2 separate regions of the Pan troglodytes genome follow, and region 1 is linked to region 2. The links are chromatin contacts, called in public Hi-C maps. All regions are on one chromosome and are shown on one strand. Each heading gives the region's core, a stretch centred on a gene start, on an enhancer-like site or on the middle of the called end of the contact. The rest is flanking DNA. Distances are from core to core; before and after follow the strand shown. Region 1 overlaps DAAM1 (dishevelled associated activator of morphogenesis 1). Region 2 holds the start of DAAM1 (dishevelled associated activator of morphogenesis 1).

What was found. A called contact is a pair of places that touch in the nucleus more often than the background predicts.
Region 1: a Hi-C map of stem cell-derived neural progenitor cells shows a contact between it and region 2, with 1.8 times the contacts expected there. The contact joins the enhancer-like site here to the promoter of DAAM1 in region 2. A contact is called at or near these places in 1 of 7 Hi-C or Micro-C datasets (stem cell-derived neural progenitor cells) and 1 of 1 datasets of contacts at active chromatin or transcription factors (stem cell-derived excitatory neurons).

Annotation. Positions count from the first base shown.
Region 1 is chr15:57,341,355-57,344,054 of NHGRI_mPanTro3-v2.0_pri, forward strand. The region is part of intron 16 of DAAM1 (dishevelled associated activator of morphogenesis 1); the gene reads left to right. Among named protein-coding and RNA genes, the nearest start is that of GPR135, 120 kb to the right of the region's middle. Within about 2 kb of position 1,392, at least 6 of the 24 cell types and tissues checked have an H3K27ac peak or open chromatin away from gene starts, as enhancers often do. A contact at or near this core is called in stem cell-derived neural progenitor cells, where this site is marked.
Region 2 is chr15:57,185,898-57,188,597 of NHGRI_mPanTro3-v2.0_pri, forward strand. DAAM1 (dishevelled associated activator of morphogenesis 1) reads left to right here and starts at 1,299. Exons shown (of 24, transcript XR_010151139.1): 1 at 1,299-1,606.

The DNA.
Region 1 (2,700 bases), core at 142-2,641, 160 kb after region 2:
GCAGATTTAATTATAATTTGTATTTTATTTAGTTTTTTAACCAATCAGCAGTTTACTTTTCATTCTTCCTTTTTTGTTGGCAATTTATTACTATGCACAAAAGGAGCTGGGGACATAAAAGGAGAAAGAAGTAGGAAAACGTGTTCAATACTTTTTCTCTTAGTCACCACTTTGGAGCATTTTTTTGCCCAGCACTGTGCTGAGTGCCATAGGACGTACCAAAAGTTAAGATAACGTTGCTGCCTTTGAAAGCACATGGCTAATTGGAGAAGAAAAATGACACCTGTGAGAAGATTTGTGCGCACTTCAGGGCTTACACTGGTCTGACTGAAGGACATGGAGCCCGGCCATGTAGGAGGGGCACCAGCAGGGCTTATTGTAGAAAGTAGGCCTCAAAGGCAAGGACTGTTATATGACAAGAGGAGGGGCCGGGAAGGTGGTGTCAAGGAGGCGTGCAGCAGCAATGATGTGGGAGGGACATAAGCACAGTTAGTAGAGAGCCCTGCAATCCCGGCAGAAAATTATCAATTGGATTGAATGAAACCAGGCAGGAGAGCCCGAAATTCAGGCATTGTGCATTTATAAGGGCATGAGTCAGCCCAGAATCACATCATAACCTCCTCATCTATAAAATGAAGATCATGAGGGTAGCAGCCCTGCAGCAGCAGGTGAGAATTCCTCCTAGGATGTGTGCAGCCCCGGGAAGGGTGCCTGCATGGGAGCTGCCCAGTCAGTGTCCTATTTATGTATCCATGGGATCAGAACTGGTGCCTTTTGTTCAGTAGGAGGACACTGTGTGTTTGTTTAATAAGGTTTTTTAGTTTGGTCTTTTGGTTTCGCAGGACAGGTTAGAAGGGGTTAACAGCTGGACCAGGGCAGCCATCAGATAAGGGCCTCTTTTGTCCAGGTGAGACCTGATGACTAACGACAGCCTGGAGAGAGATGAAGAAGCCCTTGAAGGCTGATTTTATGCTTGGGGACAATGAATAGGAATGTTTCTGTGTCAGCATTTCCTACCTTCTCACACTTACTATCTTTCTTTCCTGATTATTTCATTCCCAGAGACTGGTGAACTTCTCTATTTCTTATCTTGCTGTCTAGGATTTATTTCCTGGCAATGCCATCATTACACCAAAGTTCACCACAGTGAAAGCCTGTGGCGTATTCCATGGGCTGTATTTTAATGAACGCTTGTGTTCACAGTATTTAAGATTATATCTTAAAGGTCTTCTTCATATTTTACAAATGTCAGTGGACCTTTTGGTCAGGGGCACCTGCCACAGCTTTCTCTGGAGCCAAGCAGGCAGTTGGAAAGAGGCCAAGGCAGGGAGGAGGTGCCAGCACTCCCCATGCCTGAGTGAGTAGGATATTTGCAGCATGAGTGACCAAATCATTCAAAGCTCTCAGAAAGAGATGGCCTAAAAGGTGTGCATTTGAATGGGGAGCTCCAGGGCACCAGGGACCATACTTTTCATGGGAAGAGAGTAGAATGGGCACGTCTTAGAGACGTTCCTCAGGTCCTCAGGGAATAAGCAACTTTTCTACTGGTATGTGTGCATGGGTGACATGTAGCAATTTAAAATTTACTCTGTTTTATTCCCCAAAACAGACCTCGCTGCCAAAGGCCTGGGGGTGGCAGCGGGGGAGACAGAAACTTGGAAGCAGGTTTATATTGCAAAATGAACCCACCTAAAACACAATTTTATGAAGTGTTCTGCCGTTCTTTTTTTCCAGATGCTCACTTAGCACAGCAGCCTGGGTGTAGTAAACCACAAAAAGCTACTCTAAAGTAGGGGGATTTGGCCTAAATCCACTGAAGCAGAGCTAAGGCTGATCTAGCCATCCATCCTTAACTTATTTTAATTACGCCTGGATGTTCCAATTCTCTTGGCAAATTTTTGAAATACTTGAGTAGAGCAACCTGGAGTTTTGAATACTGTTTTAAGATGGCTGGTTTGTTTCCTGCCTTGTAAAGAAAGTTGGAGTAGATATCTCAAAAGTTGCCACCCTCTGGCACTTCAGAACACTGCCAAGCTTTAAAAGCAATTAATTACAGAGATTAGAGACTGATTCTGTGGATGACAGATGATACTAAGAACTCTGCAACCTATAGAACCATCCCTGAGGGCGGGGTACCTTTCTCCCCTTTCCCTTAAGGTAGGGTTTCTTTGATCCAACAGGACGCGTGCATAGCATTATGTTGACAGGTAGATTTTCTTAAGTGCTAGCCATTAAAGTCTCCAGTCTCTTTGTGGGCCACATTAAGAGAAACCAAAATTGTTTTGAATTAGAGCTAGTGTTTAGTCCAGACAGCCTCTGGGGGTTGAGGAGCATAAATATATACAATTTCAAAAGCAAGAAGTTCTGTGCTCCATATGGGGAGCTAATGAAATGCAAATCTGATACTTCAAGTATTGTTCTCGCTCTGATTTTCAACTCCTTTTCTTTTAAATGCAAAACAGAAGGACTCAGCAGAACTACACCATAAAATGGTTTCTTCAACTCGGTGTGAAAAGGACACAGAACTAATTTATTTTTTTTCTTACAAGCAGAGCTCTCCTCGTGATTATAGATGTTTTCACAGCCAGTTGGTTTTCATTAGTGGCAGTTTCAGCCCTCCCTATTGTTACTGTTCCTTGGCCTTGCATCGCCACACAATGGTGTTTGGACTTAAATTGACTCAAGGGCCTCTAGTGTCCT
Region 2 (2,700 bases), core at 49-2,548:
AGGCTTGTTAAAAGAACATCAGAATTCATCGCTAAACATCTCTCTGAGCAAAACAAAGCATTTCCTCTCCCCTGAGATCCTCAACTAATTTCATAAATATTTTTTCACTTGAACCCAACTTAGTGTTGCAGAATGAAAGGAGAAAATAAATGATAAGAAGAGTTCCACCAACACTTCAGTAGGGAGTTGTCTGAAATCTTAATTGTGAACCTTTTTTTCACAAGATGCACAGTCTTCTAGAGATTTTGCTAGTGGAACGGGTGTGTGAGCTGATCATTATATGGAATTGAGACACATCAAATGCCATTAAAATTTACATTTACAACTCGAGTAACTAAATGCATTGATTCTTTTCATATTAATAGACACTTGGTATTCACTGAATAATGAAAAATGCCACGGAAAAAATTATGTATTAACAATACAACCTGCCTAAAGGGTCAGAATTCTGCTACACACCTTTTGCTTACCTTTAAATAAATATTTAGGTGTGTTAAGAGCAGGGCAATTCTTGAACGGCACGATGTTGTTTGGTTTAATGTCTTTATAAAAATATTTGAAAAGGTATGGAAAATGAGGTGAGAGTGTTGTGGATTTAAAAACATGTGTATACATAGATACACAATTATTAAAACTTTAGACAAGGACGTTTTCTTCCTGGGAGTGGAGAGCCACCAGGGCGGGAAGTCTGCTGCAGGGATGAACAAAAGCATGGCTGCACGATAGTATTATCTTTGCAGCAGCAGCAGGCGCCCTGACGGAGGGTTGCGGCGACTGTCTAGTCTATCACACCGCATTTCTGGTAGTGACAACCTCCGTTATTCTGTCAGCTCAGCCGACTAAGTGGTTCCCCGCGTTCTGCCTGGTCACCTTGTCTCCGTTAAACGGGAAGCAGAAAAGAGAAAGGTGAATTGAGGAGGTACAAGGAGATTCCTCCGCCTTGGGACCGGCGTCGCCCCATCCTCTGGAAGTGTTGAGCGGGGAGAATTCGAGGACCGTATTTAACCCAGAAAACAGTAAGCCCTCTGAATTAGCTGCTACGCCTGGGGAAGGCAGAAAAGTCTTAATCGTCCCTTCCCAGCAGGGACCAAGAAAGACCAGTTAGAGCGAGCCTGGCCGGACCACGCGAGCCCCGGACCTCTCCGATCCTTCAGAGCCCGCGCCGGGCAAAGTAGAGGTCAAGTCAACAGACACGACCGCAGGGCAGCCCTCCCACTCTCCCGTGCGGTCCGCAGCTCGGCTTCGGAACGACCACCGCTAACACTGCAAGGCTGTAAGGCTGGGAGGGGGCGGGTCCTGAAGGGGGCGGGAATAAGCGGCGGGGCAGAAGGGCCGAGGAGTGTGTCGGGAGATGTAGTTCCACGAGTCCCGACAGCAAAGCTGTCCCGGCTCCGCTAATAGATTGGGACTACTACTCCCAGGAGTCTGCGCGCCCGACCGGAGCGTCCATGCGCAGTGGGAGCCACTTTGTATCCTATCAGGCGAGGAGAGGGTGATGTCACCTGCGAGTTAGTAACCTACGAGCGGCTGTGAAGGAAACTGTTTAACCGGATCCCATTGTACCCAGAGTGCAGAGCCGCCTTTCCAGCATGCAGGGGCTGCTCAGGTAAGGGGGACGCTCCTCCTTGCCCGCCGCACTCATTCATTAAGTGGCACCGCTCAGTGGTGCGGGGGTGGGCGTGCTTCCGTGGGCTGGGCGCTGGGTTCGCGGCGCGCCCTCCTGCTGCCTCCCCGGAGCTCCCGGGCCAGTAGGTAAATATTAAACCCGTCCTTCAGGTTGGGTCTGGGTGGGAACGGGACCGAGACAGCTCTCGGCTGCCTAGCTGGGGGTGGGAAAATGGCTGCAGCGCAACGCAAACCGAGGCAGCAGGGAGGAAGACGCCCCCAAGGACTGGGGTCCCTCCCTTTCTTTCTAAGGCGCCCGGCTGGCCGGGGAGCTGGCGGGGTAACACTCGCCGCCTTGCTGAAGGCTCCCCGGGGCTGGGGCCGCGGGTACTGCAGCGGCGTCCGGGAGCTCCCGGCCCGGCGGCTCCGAGAGGGAGAACCCCGAGGCAGGCTTGGTGGACACGGCGGTGGCGACAGGGAAGGAGGGACTCGTGTACCCGTTCGCGTCCGAGCAGAGCCCCCAGTGCCCCTGGCACCCTCACTTCCAGCCCCATTCGAAAGGGACGGAGCGCCTGTAATTCAGACTAAGTTGGACCTAAATGTTTCAAAACAGAGAGAAGGGAAATCGGGCGTTGCGGAGGGAGAGCAGGGTGTTGGCGGCCGGGGAGGCTGCGCCGCCTGCGGACCCGGTTGTGAGGCACCGCAGAGGGCTCTTGCCGCCCGTCCCTCTCGGGAGGGCGCATCTCAGTCTCCACGGTCCCTTGGTGTAGAGCACCTGGGCTGGGGCGAAGCGCCTGCCCTGAAGCCCTGGGCCAGGAGGTGGTAGCGCGGGGGTGGAGGTGTCGGATAATCTAATGATTAGGCTCGCTGTGGGGCAGGAGGGCTGGATAATCGGGTTTACCCAGCTGGTTCTGAAAGCCAACTGCTTGTGATCGGCTTGCCCTCTGGAGACGTGCAGGAGGCCCAGAGCTCTCAGTCCTCTGGATGTTCTTTGCCTTTCCTAGTACCTTCATTTGTTCGTTTACTCATTCATCAAACCCTGCTAAGGTCTCAAGTTGTTCACGGCCTGGCTTTGCGGAGCTTCCTCTCGCCCCA